6 separate regions of the Mus musculus genome follow, and all the other regions are linked to region 1. Evidence: chromatin contacts called from public Hi-C, HiChIP or PLAC-seq and promoter capture Hi-C data. All regions are on one chromosome and are shown on one strand. Each heading gives the region's core, a stretch centred on a gene start, on an enhancer-like site or on the middle of the called end of the contact. The rest is flanking DNA. Distances are from core to core; before and after follow the strand shown. Region 1 holds the start of Tmtc2 (transmembrane and tetratricopeptide repeat containing 2). Region 2 has its middle 230 kb from the start of Gm25143. Region 3 holds the start of Lin7a (lin-7 homolog A (C. elegans)). Region 4 has its middle 45 kb from the start of Gm21293. Region 5 has its middle 75 kb from the start of Gm22945. Region 6 has its middle 15 kb from the start of Gm22945.

Region 1 (3,090 bases), core at 321-2,820:
AAAACGCCCAAACAGAACTGAAAGCCCACGTTTTTATAAAGGAATTCCCCATGATGCGTGAGCAAGGTTGGGGGAGCGAGAGATACAACCAGCAGCGAGATACAGCTCAAAGTTTACTATCATACACGTCAAAGAGAAAGTTGACTCAGAGTACGCGCGCTCTTTCCTCTATTTGGCAACTGTCATATGTGCGTTTAACTTCGAGAAATCAGTGTCCTATCAATAAAAGGAAACCACACGGGGAGGATCTTCTAGGGGTGCAGAGGTGCTTCCTTCCAGCCCACACGTAAAATCGCTTAATATGCTTTTTCTTTCTTTCTTTCTTTCTTTCTTTCTTTTTTTTTTTTTTTTTTTTTTTTTTTTTTTTGCACCAAGGTATACCAAGGATTGTTATTGGAATTTTTACTTTGGCTGGTTGTTTGTTTAACGTGGGTTCATTAAACAGTCTTCCAAATTGCCTGGATTTCCGCAAAGAAACTTAAGCGCCTGCCAACCAGCAAGAAGCAAGCAAGAACCTGCTGCAAAGTAGGAGCGGAAACTCGTTCGGCCCGCCCAGCGCGCCTGCGTCCGTCCCGGCTGTTTGCTTTAGGTGTTACGGTTTCCGTGTCGCCTAAACCTTCAGGTGCAGATACCTGTCCCCCCAACCCCGCCCCCAAGACGCGCTTCAGCCTGACAGCAAGCAGTACCAGAGCCACCGAGGAGCCCCCACCCCACCCCCGTCGCACCGCAGCCATTGCCCCTTTCTCTCACCCACTTACCTGTCATCGTAGCAGAAATCAGCACTCAGGGTGTTGAGATACAAGGCGAGCCCCAGAGCGCTGCTCACCAACTCTGCAATCATCTCTCCACCGCCTTCCCTCCGGCTTGGCTCCCAGCGCGAGCGCAGCAGCGGCAACAAAAAACAGAAGCATCAATCCCCACCTTCCGCCGCCTTCTCCTCCTTGGCTGCACTTTTCCCCGGCTTCCCCGCCCGCCTCCTCGTCCTCCCTCCTCTCCTTCTTCCGATCCCGGGCTCCTCCTCGGGGCGCCGGGCTCCGCTGTTCCTGCGTGCTCCGGGGGTTGCGGGCTCACACCGCTCTCCCCATACCCGACAACCGCGAGAGGCAAGCGGCGATCGGCTTCACGCCCCCCGGCGGAGAATCGGGGCTTGTCCTTTTCCCGCGGCTCGCGGTCCCCACCCTAACCCATGGCACTTTGGGACGCCCTAAGGTAAAGGACTGCGGAGATAGAAGAGTGCAAGAGGGGGGACCAAAGGGCTGGACAGAGCGAGGATCTGGGACCAGCGGGAGGAAAGGAGAGACAGAGAGAGAGACCGAGAGAGAAAGGGGCGGGTGGGAGGGACGAGGCGAACCGCCTCCCTTCGCCGCCTCCCGGGCGCACGACTCCGGGGCCGTTCGCAGCAACTCGGCCGCCACCGCGGCTGCGGCACATTCACTCTTTATTGGTTCCCTCCCGGACCCCTCTCCAGTGAAGTGAGAAGCGGCGACTGGGGACTCCAAAAGCTCCCGCGTGGGGTTCTCGTCGCGGCCCCACGCGCCTGCGTGGCCAGCCCACCACCCTAAGCTAGCCCGGCCCCTTTCTCCACCCAGATCCTCCCCGCAGACTCCTCCCTGTCTACCCCCACTGGCTGGAGGCTCCGCCCACTCTTCTAGCTGCTCCAGCCTGGTACTCTGGCCCCACTCTCTTCTTCATCTTCCTTCACCTTCTTTTTGACTCTGGAAAGCCTCCCCCAAAGCCCAGGACAAAGATGACTTTTGGAAGATTGCCCAAAACGATAGCTAGAGTGTGCCCTGGGCTCTGGGAGATGGAGGAGAGAGGCGACAGGAGGAGTCAATGGTTTGCCCAGTGCTGCGGGGAGGCGCTTTGCACGCTCTAGATCGCAAGCCAAACGTCTAGTGCCAAGAGCTGTCAGGCAAAAGACTGGTCAGCTGGAGAGACTTCTCGGGACGCGGAGAGGTAGAACAGGTTTGCAGAGCGCTGGCAACCTCGGTTGACACTAAGGATCTATTGCCCCGCGCGCGCGCGATGCGTGAGCTGAATTGGGATGGAAGGGCCTGTTGAAGAGCCAGGGAAGCAGCGTTTAGGAGAGAGTTTTCCGAGGCCACGCCGTGACGGTCGACATTAATATTAGTGGAAAGACGCGTGCCCCGCAGTAAGATCATGAAAAGGGATCCAGGAAATGAAAGAGGAGAGGCAAGAAGGTAAGAAACACCCACGCGTTCCTCAGAAATTGCGTGGGGATGGGTGTCTTTAGTGGTTCAGGACTGTCAAGCTGACTCTGAGACTATAGAAGAGACCACGCTAATGCAACCCTCTACAACGGCATCCTTAAACCCAGCAGAGCGGAAAGCTAATGCCCTTTCCTTTCCGCCCGGATGCAAGACTGGATGGAAGGCATCCAACATGATGAAATACGGTGCAGAAGAATGGTCTGGGCAGAAGGAGCGCTGGGTACTAAAGTTGCATGACCAAAGAGATCCGAGAGCTGTCTGCCACACCCCCTTCCTGCCTGGTTCCCTTTCTGACTGCCCTGGTCGCTCCCTTGGACTATGATGAACACGACTGCAGCGCCCCCTGCTGTGGGGAAGCTACAGGGCACAGAAAACACGTCCTTGCAGGGCTGACTTCCAACTTCCCCTTTTGCACCTAACCAGCAAGCTCTTCAAAGATAATAAGGAAAGTGGACTCCCTGGGTATGTGGCAGCGATCTGAAAAGTTTGAACGCCTGCAGAATAAGGATGTCTGACTTCACAAAGAAATCGTTTGGAAACTGACAAATGTGTGTTCAACCTCCAACAGGCAAATTGTGATTTGATCAAAATATTATGAGCACGTAGGAAGTTCTCAAATAATATATTGAAGATGGTGATTCTTGTTCTTCAGTGCTCCCCGGTATAATGTATTTTTTAAAGTTTTTTTAAAAATCATACCAGTTGCTCCATTCGGATCCTCTCTGACCTTCTTCTGAGCTTATGTATTGATATTGGATCCTGGGGCACTGGGGGAAGAATAAATACTTAAGTCAGATACCTAGATTTGAGTATCAACTCAGCTATTAATTATTTGAGTAAGTTGGGGCCAATCACCTCC
Region 2 (3,090 bases), core at 427-2,926, 1.8 Mb before region 1:
AGGACGACTAGCTAAGCAGAAAAGAGAAAGAGAGAACAAGCCCAAAGTTGGAAGCATATTACAATATTGCTCAGAACTGCTTTCTATGAGTTTATGTTAGTTTCTGAATTAGTCCCTTAAAGATATTCAATATTCTCATTTACTTATGGCTGTGCAGTCATCTAAAATATGGATATTTATTTCATATATATAATTTTTTTTTCATACGGTCTATTCTCAGAAGAGTTTCTTTTCTCCATTTCCTCTCAGATTCTTCACCTACTCAACTTGTATTTTTTCCTTTCTTCTCTTTAACAATTAAATAAAATTGAAAAATAGAAATAAAATAAAGTATAAAATCACAAGAAACCTACACTGAAACAAATACAAATGACATAAAAGCAGAATATTGGAAAGCAAAAGGACAAGCATAATTACAAAAGCAAAGGACTTCAGACTTAAATGATAAATTCACATTTCATTTTCCCTGAATTTCTTCTCTCCTATTACTGTTTATAGATCAGAAAACTGAACCAAAGCCAACAACAGCTTCAATTTCTTGTAGCAATAAAACACCTTATTTTGAAAATAATATTTTCAATTTTTTACCTTAAAGAAAATATTTATGTAAGAGTGAGTGTGGAACTTCTTAATTATATCTACTTTACAATAAAATCAATGTTTATTACTGTCTTATATTATGTGTTCAGTATTACCTTGATTGTAAAATCTTTGAAAATAAACTGTATGTGGGATTAATATTGCTTTAAAGTAAAAAAATCATAAAAATTAACAATCTCTATCTAATATATTTTTCTAGGGGATTTCTCAATGTTTCCTTAGCCATGAATCCAATGTTAACCTTTCAGAAGATGAAAGGGCTGAAAATAAGCGAATCTATGTGAGTGGAAAAGCAGAATGATCCTTATCGGTAGAAGACAGAGGGAGAAAGAGAATGTGATGAGGACAAAGGAAAGATCACAGATATATTAATCATAACAAATATTCTAGCCAGAAGGAAACATTGGAAATTAAGAACTAGTGATGGGTAAGCCTTTTAAGGTTTAAAGATGGGGGCTCAGATAACAAATGCTGCATTCTTGTGATTGTCTTAACCTTTCCCATAGAGGTTGAGATCAGATTGGAAACATGAGAGCAGCCTCTCTTGTAATGTATTTCTTTTTTCAGAGCCAGTCCAGCTGGAGATGCATAGAAGCATGAAAATGGAAAAGAAAACAAACAGAAATAAGCTAACTGAATTTCTGAACCATAAAAGAGGTTCATTTGGGTCTGAATAGGTGGAGGTCACTGTTTCCTCTGAACCGATTTGTTTCCTTGTTTCTGGAAAGAGCTCATTGTTGCTTTTTGTAAATGAGCTGTCATGGAAATATTTCATCATGTCTTCACAAAGAACTGGGGTTATTATTTTCCTTCCTGAGAAAGAATTTAAACATCATGATGAAATTATTCGAGAAAAGGGATCTGGTTTTGGATTAGAGTATCATGTTTGAAACAGAAAGTAATTAATGAGAAATTTCTCACAAATCGTGCAGACAGCAAAATGAATGTATTGTACTGTATTATTATCATCTCCGGAAACCTTTTAGGGGCAGAAGTCTGACAGAATGATGTACAGGGATCAATGTGCAAATTGCAGTATTACTGCTTTGATTCCACTTTCCTAAGAGAACCCTTGTAATTACAGAACCAATTATTTCAATCTGCAGTGATGCACAGAGGAAGTGTCCCCACGTTCACAAGGAAGCCTATTTCGAGGGTCAGGTAACAAAGCCATAGGCTAGGGAAGCAAAACCTTCGGAATATTTTAATTTCATATAAAGAACATCCCACAGATTTACATTGCACTAGAGATCAAGAAGGAAATTACATAGCAAGAATGCTCCTAATGTTAACACAAAAGAAAAAGAAAAAAGAAACGTCATTAAAAATTTTAACATACATATCCAAAACTTACATATGCCAGAAAATATACACAGATATCCAAAACACACACACACACACAGACACACTTTATAGAATAAGTATTGAAATCATCCACGGAACAGAGCTCAGATCTATGTAATTCAAAGCTCTATTGTTGCAAAGATGCCCCATAATCAAAACAACTTATAGCAGAAAGTTTATTAGGGTGTACAGGGTGAGAGACTGAGTCCATGACCACCATTCTGAGCAGCCTGGAAGCAGACAGAAAAGTGTAGCGCGGAGCAATAGATGAGAGTTCTCATTTTAAAATAAGACTGAGAGCTAACTTGGCAATGTGTGGAGGTTTTTCAAACATCAAAGTATATCTGCCAGTGACACTCTTCCTAGAACCAGACCATAGATCCTAATCCTAAATTGTTCTACCCACAGGGCAATAAGTATTCAAACATATGAACCTATGGAGGTTTTCTCATTTCACCCACCACAGCAATTAAATGAATTCAACATCTCAGTCTTAAAAATAGCAATTAATGGATGCACACAAGAGATCAACATTCAGAAATTAAGGGATTTCCATATATTAAGCACTGAAATGTCATTTGTGTTATACCAGTTCCTCCAGTGGACAAAGCATTGTCAGAGAAATTTTGGACAGAAAAGAATATCTCTTGCTAAGGCTGCCTGAGGAGTCTCTGTGGTGTTATTTAGACTACCGAGGGATCTCTGTATCTGCTCTGTATTGCTCTGTATGTTGCAAGAGAAAGCCTCTCTGTTGTTGTTTAGGTTAGGCACTGCTTCTAGGTCTCTGAGCCACCCATCTTCTGGTTCCTGGTCATTCAGGTACTGTCAGGCATGGGCTTGTTCTAGTGACATGGGCACTAAGTTGAGCTAGTCATTGGCTGGCCATTCCCACAAACTCTGAAACACTATTGCTGCACCACTTGTAAGCAGGATACATTGTGAGTAAAAGATTTTGTGCTTGGGTTGGTGTCCAAGGCTCACCACTGGATGTCTTGGCTGATTAAAGAGTGATAACCCATTTAGACTCCATAAGTTTCATTACTAGGAGTCCTTGCTAGGGGCATCCTTATATGTTACAAGAAGTTTCTACTGCACTAGATGTCCACAAGTCTCCTAAATGTGCCCAGTTCTAGTTATTTCTTCCTG
Region 3 (3,090 bases), core at 347-2,846, 1.7 Mb after region 1:
TATATACACACATATGCATATATATATATACACACACATATCCCACTCAGTCCATATAACGTTATTTGTATGTTTATGATCTTGGAAATATATTCTTTTCTATCAAAAGCTCAGAAACAGCAGAGACCTTGCAAATTACTATCAGTTTCCTCCTATTATCTGATCACTTTTCAATTGAGTAAAGCTGGTCCCTCATTTGACGGATGAAGAAACTGCGGATGCACAAGGGACTGCAAGTTTGTCAGATCCTGGGAGCTGTGAAAAGTTGAATTTCATGGTTAAAGTTCTTAAACTTAAAACTCTTAGAAGATGACTACATTGAAAGACTACGTTCAGCATGTATCCAATGATCTGTTGCATAGTTAGATGGTCAGTCATCTTTGACTTTTCAATTCCTGCTGAATTTCTGAGCTTTCTCACCTCTTAGTCTCATTAGAAGAACGTAGCATTTGGTCATACGCAAATACTCTGCAACCCAGTGGGTCTACCTCTGAGGGTCTCTGGGTCACAAGGATGATTTAGCTGTCACAGGGAGGGCAGCATCGCCATCTCAGCTCTGTGTCCACCAATCTCGGTAAAGCCCAGAGGATCTTTCTCCATGTTTCTTCATGGTTTGATAAGGAAATGAGGCTTGGTGAACATTTAGTGAAAGTTGGGATTAAGGCTCATAGTCAGTATTTGAAGGCTCCAGGAACTGAACTGTGATCTACTGACTCAGAAATAAGGCCTTTCACATTATCTACCTGTAATTCGGAGGATGCAGAGAAAGAAAACAAAAGTGAATCCCCAGGTTAAGATGTAGCAAATGGCACCAAACATCCGTGGCTCAACTCTTGTCATGCATGCTAATTAATAAATAGCACCTCTGAATACAAGTTTCTTCCAGATTAACAGGAGAGGGTCCCTGATAAATACTGTTCACTGACAGCAACTCGTTTTTTATTTCAGAACCTTTTAAGGAAGTTTGCTTGTAAAGGCAAGTCATTTTCCTAGGCAATGTACCCAGGTCCTAAACGAACACTGACTTAACAGAACCCTGCCTGGCCCTCAGTCGGTTACCTTGTGCTGTTGAGAGTGGACGTTCTAAACAAAAAGCTTCAACAGAAATTAACAGCAACTACAATGATATAGCAACATCTCCCACGGCTAGTGGCGTTTCCTCTGGAAAGGGATGTGGAAAGGGAGGTTGAAATTTTTTCTTAATCTGAAAAGAATTCTGTCCCCCCACCTCTCTACCCCTGTCTGTCTCTCTCCCGTTTCTGAGTCCTCTTCTTCTGGGTTCGAGTGCATTCTGACCATTATGCTTAGGTGGAAAGTTGAAAGACAGCAAACCTGCTACAGCCACCCAGAGCTACTGACGGGTGGGCGAGCAAAGTTCTAGGGCTGAGCGTTCCTTTCTCAGCTCCTTGGCCAGGCAGGCGCTCGCGGCTACCTGCCCTGCTTGGCGCCGCACTGAAGATTCGCCGCGGCGGAACAGTTGAGTCTCCATCTGGCTACCAACCCACCCGAGCTTTCTTCTCCTCCATCACCACCTTCCTGCCTCCCCCTCCTCCCCCTCCTTTCCGTCTTCCCTCTCCACCCCCGCCCCCAATCTCCTCCTCTTTTTCTCACTACAAGCGGTTGCTGATGCTGAAGCCGAGCGTCACTTCGGCTCCCACGGCAGACATGGCGACATTGACAGTGGTCCAGCCGCTTACTCTGGACAGAGGTAAGGGAGCGGCTGGTCCGTCAGGCCACACAGTCCGCACCGCTTCGCCCTCCGCCCTGCCCAGTCCCACAGGGAAGGCAGGATGCGCTCGGGCAGGGGCAGCTGGGGGAGGAGGATCAGCCCAGGAGGGTTTCGCGCCCGGAGCAGGACACTTTCTTCCCCTCTCTCCTCTCCTGGTCCCCGCTGCCCCTTCTTGCTGCGCTCTCCGGGGCGTAGGTGCTTGCCAGGGCTCGAATGTTTCAGCTGACAGTCTCGGTCCCTCGCCGGGTCGCCTCCGGGCCCCGGCTTTGTTGGAGAGGATGCGCCGGGACCGCTGAGCGCTGGTGACTGGAGGTTGAAGAGGGGCAGAGAAAGCTCTCCCAGCCAGAGCTTGCTAAGGGACCAGTGGGGAAGCTAGCTGCCAACTGCCGGCGCGGGGACCCGAAGGGAGGAAGTTTGTCCCCGCGCTGGAGATGAGGGGTCTGTGCAGCTGTTGTGACTGGGAGATCGCCCCAGGGCGGCAGGGCGCTTGGCTGGGAAGCTGGGTGCAAAGCCGCGGGACTGCCTGGCTAGGGCGCTGCCCTCGGGCGAAAGGGCAGAGCAGAGCTCGGGCAACCTTCGCTGGCTCAGGGACACCGCATCCGGAGCCGAGCCGGCTTGGCTCCAGCTTCCCGCTCGGAGCTGCGGCTCTGGTCTTGGTACTCCCTCAGCCTGCAGTTCCAGGGAGGTAGCAACTCCTGTCTCCTGCTCCAGCAAACCTTGTTCTTCACCAGTCAAGTGTACCTCAGTGCCTGGGCTGCAGAAGGCGCGGAGACAAAGCGCAGGCTGGGTAACTGTTTAACTTCTAGCCTGTGACCTGTGCGTCCTACTCTTTGGCTGAAACGGAAAGAGCTTTTGCTCAAACCTTTCCAAACCTTTCCAAACCTTTCTCTAGGATCGGGCCCTGCTGAGTGCACCCGAGTAGTACCTGGCGGTGGATGGGAGTTTCCTTTCTGCCTCACCAGGTCCAGTTAGTTATTAGGGCTCCAGAGTCCCCAGCTCTGCAGAGAGAGGGCACCTCTAGCTCTGGGTCCGCAGCGGCGGGGCTTAGGACCCGGTGCAGTCATTTGAAAATGCTGTGCTCAGAAGAAAATGATTTAGTCCTTGTCCCTCTAAAATTTCTCTTTCTGGAGGATTAAACTAGCGGCCCAGCAAAGCAAAAAGAGCATCGTACAGCGAGCACAGTGGCAAAGCTGGTAAACTGTATTTGAGGTTCTTAATGTGGAGAGATCTCTGGTGACTTTAACTCAATCTGTTGGTGCCAGAACGGATATTATGCGGTGCCCATAGCAACCTTACTTAGGGTAAGAGTTGAAAAATAATTGATTTTTATGTTGGGAAATGTTCGTTTACAGATTAATAAG
Region 4 (3,090 bases), core at 236-2,735, 1.5 Mb before region 1:
TGCACCTAGATTTGGCCCCTCCCAACCAGGCCTGGGAACATATCCTACTGCAGGAGGATGGCTCCCTGCTTCAGACCATGAACCAGGAAACTCCTCTGGTTTCCTCTTTAGCCAATTATGCTAGAAAACATCCTAAAGAGGTTTCAGGGTTTCCAGGTAGAATAGGTATATTCCAAAGATGACAATGTCACTAAATAAGTATTCAGTTTCTCTATACAAGATAGGGCCTCTTGTGCATACTGAATATTTTTACATAACATATACACATTTGTCTATATACAAGTAACAATACTTATATTTTTTCCAAACCTCATATTTTGTCTCTCTACCTAAAAGACTTTATTTTCCTGTTTCACGGGGATTAACATTTGAAATGTAAAAAAAATAAATTCACCAATTAAAGATAAAGCCACAGTTACCACAGAGAAAGGAGCCTCGCTTGAGGAAAGGCCTCCATGAAGTACAGCTGTAAGGCATTTTCTCAATTAGTGATCAAGGTGGGAGGGCCTAGCACATTAAGGGCAGTGACGTCCCTGGACTGCTATTTCAGGGTTCCTATAAGGAAAGCAAGCTGAGAAACACAGGAGAAGCAAGCTAGTAAGTAACATCCCTCCATGGACTCTGCATCACCTCCTGCCTCCTAAGCTGCTTGAGTTCCATTCCTGACATTTTTTAGTGATGAACAGGAATGTGGAAGTGTAAGCTGAATAAATCTTTTCCTCTCCCTGCAAAAGTTACAGAGTTTCATTTTATTTATGCATTTATTTATGTATTTATGTATGTCATATATATATGACACACACCACACCACAAATAAATACATAAATACATAATACATAAATACAATATATATAATACATTAAATACATAAATACTATATATATGTGTGTATATATATATATATATACATACATATATATATTATATATATAAATTGGAAAGAGAGTCTTCTCTCATACAATACATCCTGACTACAGTTTTCCCTCCCTCCACTCCTTAAGCTCCCTGCCCACCTATTCTCTTTCCCAGATTCAATACCCCACCATTTCTCTTCATAAAGGTGCAGGCCTCCAAGAGAAAACCAAACAGGACAAAACATGGTACAATAAGACAGGTCAGAGGTCCTTACATCAAGGCTGGACAAGGCAACCAGTAAGAGAAAAAAGATTCTGAGGGCAGGCAAACTAGGCAGAGACACACAAATCCCACTATTAGGAGTTCCACAAAACCACCATGCTAACAGCCTTAACGTGTATACAAAAGATCTAGTGCAGACCCATGGAGGCCCTGAGCTTCCACTTCAGTCTCTGGGTGACCCTATGAGCCCTGCTTAGTTGATTCAGTGTGGCATATTCTCTTGATGTCCTCAGTCCCCTCTGACTGCTAAATCTTTATCTTCCTTTTCTCTGACCTCCTAGAGGAGGAACTGGATAAAGACCCCCAACTTAGACATCCTCGCATAATGTATGACTGTGTCTCTATGCCCGCTCTATCTGCTGCTAGAATAAGCCTGTCTGAGGATGACTAGACAAGGCACCAGTCTATGAATACAACAGAATATCATTAGGGACTCATAAACGCAGTCAAATTCTCTGAGTTCTGGTGGGGTGGACAGGAGATCAATAACCCTACAAACATAAATCAAGAAACCATTAAGTATGTTTTTAGTGTGGGAATTTGAGAACAGAGGTGAGGGTACCTATTCTCTGGAGATTTTATGGAGGAAAAATGAATTAACATAGTTGTAGAAATTTGGACATAAGCATAGAATTAGAGTCAAAACTAAATTGCCTAAGTTTTATGAGTTCAGAAAATCAGAAGAAAATAATTGTATAAATTAAATCACTTATCCCAGCAGTAAAAGTTTCATATTATCAAATTAAAATATAAAAAGCTGAGAATAATTTAATATGTTCTAAAAACGATATTTTAGCATATCCTTATAAAAATAAGACAGTAGCAAATAAAGGAGAATGCCCTAGGTATATTAAAACCAAAAAAAAAAAAAAAAAAAAAAAAAAAAGAAAAAAAAAGAAAAAAAAGAAAAAAGAAAAAGATTTACAAATGTTAGAAAAGACAAGGATGTCAGGTATGTTTTCTTAGGTTCCCGTTAGAGTAGTGTATATGATCAATGATTTTACAACTTTTAATATTACAAGTCTAGCCTTTTATAAAATATGATAGTCATAGAAATAAAAATTAGAAATGACAAATGTTTTCCTTTACTTGAAATTATATACAAGTTGTAGTGAAAATCCAATAGAAATATTGATCAGTTATGAAATTAACTGGAATTTTACAATGAATATTATTATAATCAGATGTATAAATTCTCTCCTTGAAGATTCATATTCAACATTTAAACGATCTAATGAAATCTTAGTTCATAACTGTATATATTTGAGTATATATTTGAGTCCCCCAATATGCTGAGGACTCATTTAATAATAATGTGAAGATGTTAGCTTTGGAAATCTAAGAAATGTGTACAAGGGGAATGAATGGACATGAAATATATAAGAATTTGTTGTAATTTGAATTAGCTACCCACAGTCTGACAATCAGCCAAATAGGAAGACGGTAGAATTTAATGTTCACCTGCAAATACTTGGGAAGAAGACTAAAGTGAACTGAGTGAAAGGCAGGTAGTGCTAGATCTCATCACTAAAGGATTTATTGTTTTAGTATAAATCAATGGTGTGCTTTCCATTTTGTTTACTCTGGCGAGATTTATACAAGAGGTGATTTCAGAGCATTGCCTGACAAAAATCAGGCATTTACAAAGACATTAAACATTAGAAAATTAATGTTCATTATGACATATAATCCTGAATATGATAGTGACTCATGTATAGTTAGTCTCTGAAAACTACCTCTTTTCATTTGGAAAAAGAATAGGTGATATTTTACTACATATATTTTCTGCATGAAACTTTGCAATGGACTTGCTCCTCCTCTGCAGCAACTACAACTACAATGTCCTTAGGTTGACCATTAATCTCTTCAGCTGTTCTGTGACTCTGACATCTCAAAAGAGTTCTCTTTTTGTTCAGAGAATTCCCATATCATTTAGCACTTTGGAAAGTGAAT
Region 5 (3,090 bases), core at 191-2,690, 1.2 Mb before region 1:
CTTCGTTTTACCTGGAAAAAGCCATGTGACATAATCTAGATACTATGATTTATAGGAGAGGCTGCAAAAATTATCCATGAAAAAGCTTTTGCTTCCTTATAAAGAGGATGTTATTGGCTGAAACCTCAGCATTCCTTTTCCTTAAATGGAGTTATTTGCTGGACCTACAAAGATCAATATAAAAGTCTCATGCAAAAGCTTTGAGAATAGCAGATGCTTCTGTACTCAACTAGCCATAGATTACTTATGACTGTAACTAGTTTCTCATTAAAGGAGAGAAGAGAAAGTGAAGGCAATACCTCTTTTAGTTTGCTTAGATTACTAGTTATAGATTACCCTTAACAAAGAAACAGAAAAATATTTTAAGAAAATTTTGAAAATGTAAAAGTATTACCTGCTCTAATATTGTCACAATACATTCCTGAATTTCTCAGCCCTCTGATTGCAGCTTTTCACGCAGGCTACTGACAAGTAGCGATTATGAATCAATGGCCTCGATTATTGATTTTTAAAAGTAATTTGGTTTACATATTGAGACTAATGTTATTACGTTATTTCCCCACTCTCTTTTCTCCATACAAACTCTCCCATAGATGACTCTTAAACCTTTTTTTCAAATTATTCTTATCTTTTAACAGTAACTGTTTTTATAAATATATGTGTATGTTTTTCTTAAATATAGAAGCACAATCAGTCAGTCTGTACAAGCTTACTATTGTATATGTTTTCCAGGCTGACCACTGGGAATTGGATAACCAATTGATGTTTTCATCAATAGTGAAGACTATTTATTCCACTCCTAATATTCCTTGGTTGCCTACATTTCTTTATGTAGAGTTGAAGTCTTGTAGGCTACCATTGTCCAACTTAGAATGTCAATTATTGTCTTCCTTGTTCAGCTCATATAAAGGAGGTAATGTTGATGAGAAGTTTTATTTAACTATTTTTTTTAGAAAATTCACTCTAAAGTATTTACATGAGAAGAATAAATCTGTTGAGCATGATCAGTGCATATATATAAAGTATATATGTGCATATATATATATATATATATATATATATGTATATATGCATTATATATCATTTGTTTGCTATAAAACTAAGAAGAAATACAAAATGTGATATTAAAATTGATTAATATCCTAATAATTTAATTTTTGTGATTTCAGGAGTGATTACATGTCTATTATTATCATTCTTTCTTTTATTTTCCCTAAGTCATAATGGCTGAAGTGTCCATATATATATATATATATAAATGTTTAAAACATAATTTGAGTATCTGACATTATTTCTTTCTGTGTCCAGCTGCCAGATGATGGGTTTTCCAGATGTTCTCTTTGCCCTCACCTTGCAAAATCAGCTCCCCATCCCACCCCGTGCTACTTTAACAGATCCAAGAAGCAATTGCACTGCCTTTAGCTTCTCCATGCTGGGTCAGAGGTGCTCCATAAACCTTTGCATGGTCATTTTAATTTTATAGTTTTTATTGAGAGAGGGTCATAAAGCAGTCTAAACCATAAAAAATCAAAGGCTAACATTCCTGGGTTTTACAAAGGCATAGTTTCCATTACTTGAATACTTCAAGATCTGAATAAATTTATTGAATATGATATAACCCTGTTAAAATTCAGATCATTAAGCCAAGGCAAGAACAATTTCAAAAATTCCCTGAAATTTATAGAGAATTTCCACAGCAAACAGTATAGAAATACAATTTTTAAATAAGATCTTTATATTAAAGATTATGATGTCAAATTATAGTTTTAAATTGCTTTCTAAAAGGGTATATTAATAAAACATAATTTATTCTTCACCCTGAACAACAGGTTTTATTGTTCTGATTAAATTTTTGTTCCATAATATAGAAAGACAAAGAGATAGAATAAAGAACACTGAAAGCATAAACCTTTTCCTGAAATGCACACAGCCCCATCTCCTAGTACATTTACATCGTCTTCGGCATCTATGGTCTATGGATAATTAGAAGAGTAAGTCTGTGTAATTGGAATCGGTGGCCCACTATTAAAACATGCAATCAGGCAGCTTCACAGACTGATACCAACTCCTGTTAAACATGAAAACTATCCTTACACCAAATAATTTATATCTAATATAGAATATTCCTGCTATAAAATAAATTATGAATAACTTCTCAAGAAGCACATAATTACTTCTAGTGGGACTTCATATTTAAACATTTTAATCTTCATGACGTTTTCAATGAGTAAAATGAACAGATTAACATTACTGAGTTTATCTTCACAATTAAAATTTTATTGGATAATCTGTTGATGACCTCAAACTATGTTAAGGATCTTTTGAGAGATTTTTTTTTTTATTTCACACATTCTGTTTCTTAACATGTCAATAGATACATTGTTTCCTTCTTGGGAGTTTTTTCTTTCATATGAATTGTGAGTGATTATAAGGTGTTTCATTTTTCCAGATAGGACTATGAGTTTGATGAACATTTCTATGAACATATTTGAATATTTTTTTCTTTTATTTTCTTCCTATTGATCTCATTTAATTTCTATTATTTTTGCATACTCTATTGTACCTCCAATATAAATTCAGATACAAGGTCATTATTCTTTTTTTGTTTTCTTCTAAATATATGTGCCCAAAACAAATGTCTATGAATGTTTTTTGTCTTAAACTATACAACTTGAATCCACATGATTCTATTATATAGATTTTCTCTGCATATACTGTAGACATGATGCTTTGATATTTTTTGTTTCTTTTTCATAACTTTCACATATATTTATGGTAAATTTTAGTTATTCCCCATTTTATAGTCTCTGTTACCTGTTCCTCCCACTGAAGCTCTTCTCTGTTTTAAAGCTCTTCTTTCTCCTGCCGTAGTATGAATTCTAAGAAGCTAGCTATCAGACTAAATGATTTGTAGCAATATGACTAAATTTTTATTTATGTTATTGCACTTGCCTTGACTGCATAGTTTGCTACAGTTAGCCATTCAGATGCAGAGGGGATACATGTAACTCATGGGGATGCAAATTTTTTTTAAATCATTATTTTTGAGGTCATGGTTCTTTAAAAATCATCTGAAACTTGGGAAAAGCC
Region 6 (3,090 bases), core at 347-2,846, 1.1 Mb before region 1:
TGTATTTCCATTCTAAGGGTAAAATAAAATGTAAAAATAATTTTTACTCACAGGTTTTTTTTTTTCAGATATACTTAAAAGAAAGTTGGTTCTACTGCCACTGAGTACGTGAGAAAAATTTAACATGTCTTTCAAAAGATACCCAGAGTCTCTATTTATGGTGGTTACTAACGTCTACCTGTTTCAAAATTACAGTCTTACAAAGCAGAGAAAGGAGGCTGTATAATCTACTGTGCATAAGATGTTGCAGAAGGGCAAGACAAGGGAAGGCATAGAGAAATATCCAAAAAACAAGATGCATTTCTAGAGTCTAACTCTAATGTAATATAGATTAATGGTATACACAGAAACAAAAATCTAAGAATGATTATTAAATAAATTCAATAAATCAAGAAAAATAATTAAAGGCAAACTGAATGCTAACAAATGCATAGAAAAATTTAGAAATGTAGACAGAAGTAGTAGAGCAGAAAATACAGTAAAAAGATAAATATTCAATAATAAATTTTGACAGAATTGCCAAGTGAAACAAAGGTTTAGTTCTCTCAAATGCAAATAGTTTGAAAGCATCCTATAAGAAGAGCAGAAAGGAAAAAATGAAGTGAAGAAGTAATTTATAAGAAATGAAGAGGTAGAAAATATTTCGTTACTATTAGAATTTCAGAAGTAGAAACGAGACTCCAGGGCTCAAAATATATTTAAAATTAGAGTGGGAGTATATTTTCAAGTCTTGGAAACGATACATAAATCCCGATTTTGGAAATCTAGTGGAACACACACAACCTGCTGACAACAAAAGTAAATGGATAATTTTGCAGTGAATTAAGGACACTTCTTTTCTTTTTTACCTATGAAATCCACACACTTGGCTAGCGGGTGAATGCAAGTATTTTCAGTGCCCATCATCATTAGAAGTAAATCTCCAACAAAGTGCAGTAACATTTCATACCCATGAGGATAAGGTGCTATCGAGTGTGTGGAGAAAAGGGAAAAGCTGAACGCTATTGACAGGGTTGTAAACTGGAATAGCTTTTAGACAAGGCAGCAGACAAAGTCCACTCAAATTAAAAATAGAAACCAAACGGCTCAGCCTTCATTTCCCAGAAAAAGCAGCCAGAGAATGTGAGCCTCTGAATTTCACTCTCTTGCTCACAACAGCATGGGTCACAACAGCAAAGACCTGGGAGGGACTTGTATATGCATCAATGACTTTATCACTGCAAAACCACGCGTGAAATAAACAACTTAAGAGGCTATTTAATTTGAGCTCATAGATTCAGCAAGTCCTGTCTGCTATGAAGATAGTGGAGAGCAGAGCAAAACGGAGAAATTAAAGTAGTTGTGAGCCAGAAAGTGAAGTCAAGGAAAAAATGACATTCGGGCAGACAGGAGTCTAGCATATCCCCTTCCCCTTGCACCTCGCCACCTCCTTTTTACCTCTCGAGACCTCTGGACCTTAGGAAGTTTCAGCCTTTATTTAATATGAGTCTTGTTCTCACAGTTAATTCCCTCTGGAAATGCCCTCATAGACATGCTCACAGGAATGACTCGTCGGCACCCTGGGTGCCTCTAAATCTTGATGACAGAAGAGATTATTTATGATAGTGTGAATGGTTAAAAGACAAAGGCTATAAGCACAATACGTTCAGGGAGATCGGCCATGTATCGCTGCTCAGTTACAGAAAGGGGAATGCATTTTTTTTCCGTTTGGCTGAATCCAAACGACACCGTGCTAAATGAAGCAAGCCGAACACAGAAAAGAAAAATAGTATATGACCTCACTCAATTTTAGAAACTAAGCAAGGTTGGATATATAGATACGGGAAGCAAAACAGCATTTGTCAGAAACAGGAAGGGAAAGACAATGAAGCAAGGTAGGTTAAGGGTACTGCTGCCTTGCAGTTTTATAAGAAAACTAAATAGAGAATGCTGATTACTACAAAGGGATAATGGTACAGTATTTTTTGTGGCAATATTTTTTTGAGTACAGTTGTTTTTACTCCATGTATGCCAAAAAACTAGAACTTTAAATGTGATTCATATAGTAATTTACTTATATATAGTAAATATCGAATGCATACATCAAAATGGGATTTCTTATACCTTAAAAGTCTTTGTCCTTTAAAAAAATAGAATAATAGTACAATGAGTTATGAATTAATCATTACAATTATTTGAAATCCTTTATACTCATGAGTTTACTGGTGTGAATTAGATTGTTAAGTGCTTTATGCTAGAAAGTACCTTTTATTTTAAATTTTTAATTTATTTTACATTACATCCCGACTATTGCCATCCCTCCCAGTCACCTTTCCCACAATCCTTCCCCTATTCTGCCGTCCCTTTTCCTCGAGATGGTATGTCCTCATACTGGGTACCCTACCCCCCCACACACACACCAGCTCATCAACTCTCTGCAGGGTTAGGTACATCCTATCCTACTGTGGCTCGACAAGACAGTCCAGCTAAAGAACATATCTGATGAACAATAACAGCTTTTGGGATATCCCCAGCTCCATTTGTTCAGGACCCACATGAAGACCAAGCTGCACATCTGCTACATATGATCAGAAAGACCTAGGTCCAATCTATATGATCTTTGATTGGTAGTTCACTCTCTAAGAGCTTTAAGGTTCCACATTCGTTGACTCTGATGGTTTTCGTGTGGAGGTCCTATACACTTCTGGCTACAATCCTTCCCCCTATTCTTCCATAGGAGTCCCCAAACTCCATCTTCTTTTGGCTGTGGGTGTCTGCATCCATTGGATTCAGTTGCTGGGTTAAGCCTCTCAGAGACTATGCTAGACTTCTGTCTGCAAGCATAACAAAGGTCACTAAAATAATGTCATGGAATGGCTTTTGCCCATGGGATGAATCTCAAGTTGGGCTGGTTATGAGTTCACCATTCCTTCAGTCTCTGCTACATCCCCTGGGCCTGGGCCTGCATTTCTTATAGATAGAATAAATTTTGAGTAGAAAATGTTGTGGGTAGATAGGTGTCCCTACAGAACCACTGGGGTTTCTACCTATTTACAGGAAGTGGCCTCTTCTGGTTCCTTATCATCAGTGCTGTGCATCACAGTTAAGGTC

What was found. Promoter capture Hi-C pulls out the DNA fragments that hold promoters and counts their contacts. Hi-C and Micro-C count contacts between places; a contact is called where the count stands out from the background. HiChIP or PLAC-seq counts read pairs in DNA pulled down with a chosen protein or histone mark.
Region 2: a contact with region 1 is called in a promoter capture Hi-C map of second pharyngeal arch cranial neural crest, with 10 times the contacts expected there. The contact joins the enhancer-like site here to the promoter of Tmtc2 in region 1. A contact is called at or near these places in 3 of 39 promoter capture datasets (cranial neural crest, frontonasal cranial neural crest and second pharyngeal arch cranial neural crest), 6 of 115 datasets of contacts at active chromatin or transcription factors (astrocytes, craniofacial prominence, embryonic limb bud and 3 more) and 1 of 9 other capture datasets (pancreatic islet).
Region 3: a contact with region 1 is called in a promoter capture Hi-C map of liver, with 2.4 times the contacts expected there. The contact joins the promoter of Lin7a here to the promoter of Tmtc2 in region 1. A contact is called at or near these places in 2 of 39 promoter capture datasets (hippocampal neurons and liver).
Region 4: an H3K4me3 HiChIP or PLAC-seq map of neural tube shows a contact between it and region 1, with 9 times the contacts expected there. The contact joins the enhancer-like site here to the promoter of Tmtc2 in region 1. A contact is called at or near these places in 8 of 39 promoter capture datasets (the C10 cell line, cranial neural crest, frontonasal cranial neural crest and 5 more) and 5 of 115 datasets of contacts at active chromatin or transcription factors (astrocytes, embryonic hindbrain, embryonic limb bud and 2 more).
Region 5: an H3K4me3 HiChIP or PLAC-seq map of embryonic limb bud shows a contact between it and region 1, with 6 times the contacts expected there. The contact joins the enhancer-like site here to the promoter of Tmtc2 in region 1. A contact is called at or near these places in 7 of 39 promoter capture datasets (the HPC-7 cell line, cranial neural crest, frontonasal cranial neural crest and 3 more) and 7 of 115 datasets of contacts at active chromatin or transcription factors (astrocytes, cardiomyocytes, embryonic forebrain and 4 more).
Region 6: a contact with region 1 is called in a Hi-C map of cerebellum, with 2.2 times the contacts expected there. The contact joins the enhancer-like site here to the promoter of Tmtc2 in region 1. A contact is called at or near these places in 9 of 39 promoter capture datasets (the 3T3-L1 cell line, the HPC-7 cell line, embryonic stem cells and 5 more), 3 of 484 Hi-C or Micro-C datasets (cerebellum and cerebral cortex), 7 of 115 datasets of contacts at active chromatin or transcription factors (astrocytes, craniofacial prominence, embryonic forebrain and 4 more) and 1 of 9 other capture datasets (liver).

Annotation. Positions count from the first base shown.
Region 1 is chr10:105,572,909-105,575,998 of GRCm38.p6, forward strand. It overlaps Tmtc2 (transmembrane and tetratricopeptide repeat containing 2), which reads right to left and starts at 1,571. Exons shown (of 12, transcript NM_177368.4): 1 at 759-1,571. The coding sequence starts at 841. Gm15663 (predicted gene 15663) reads left to right here and starts at 1,643. Exons shown (of 3, transcript NR_038032.1): 1 at 1,643-2,779.
Region 2 is chr10:103,730,520-103,733,609 of GRCm38.p6, forward strand. No RefSeq gene overlaps it. Among named protein-coding and RNA genes, the nearest start is that of Gm25143, 230 kb to the right of the region's middle. Within about 2 kb of position 1,677, at least 8 of the 459 cell types and tissues checked have an H3K27ac peak or open chromatin away from gene starts, as enhancers often do. A contact at or near this core is called in second pharyngeal arch cranial neural crest, where this site is marked.
Region 3 is chr10:107,270,235-107,273,324 of GRCm38.p6, forward strand. Lin7a (lin-7 homolog A (C. elegans)) reads left to right here and starts at 1,597. Exons shown (of 6, transcript NM_001039354.1): 1 at 1,597-1,708. The coding sequence starts at 1,627.
Region 4 is chr10:104,096,551-104,099,640 of GRCm38.p6, forward strand. No RefSeq gene overlaps it. Among named protein-coding and RNA genes, the nearest start is that of Gm21293, 45 kb to the right of the region's middle. Within about 2 kb of position 1,486, at least 1 of the 459 cell types and tissues checked has an H3K27ac peak or open chromatin away from gene starts, as enhancers often do. A contact at or near this core is called in neural tube, where this site is marked.
Region 5 is chr10:104,394,506-104,397,595 of GRCm38.p6, forward strand. No RefSeq gene overlaps it. Among named protein-coding and RNA genes, the nearest start is that of Gm22945, 75 kb to the right of the region's middle. Within about 2 kb of position 1,441, at least 1 of the 459 cell types and tissues checked has an H3K27ac peak or open chromatin away from gene starts, as enhancers often do. A contact at or near this core is called in embryonic limb bud, where this site is marked.
Region 6 is chr10:104,454,660-104,457,749 of GRCm38.p6, forward strand. No RefSeq gene overlaps it. Among named protein-coding and RNA genes, the nearest start is that of Gm22945, 15 kb to the right of the region's middle. Within about 2 kb of position 1,597, at least 9 of the 459 cell types and tissues checked have an H3K27ac peak or open chromatin away from gene starts, as enhancers often do. A contact at or near this core is called in cerebellum, liver and neural tube, where this site is marked.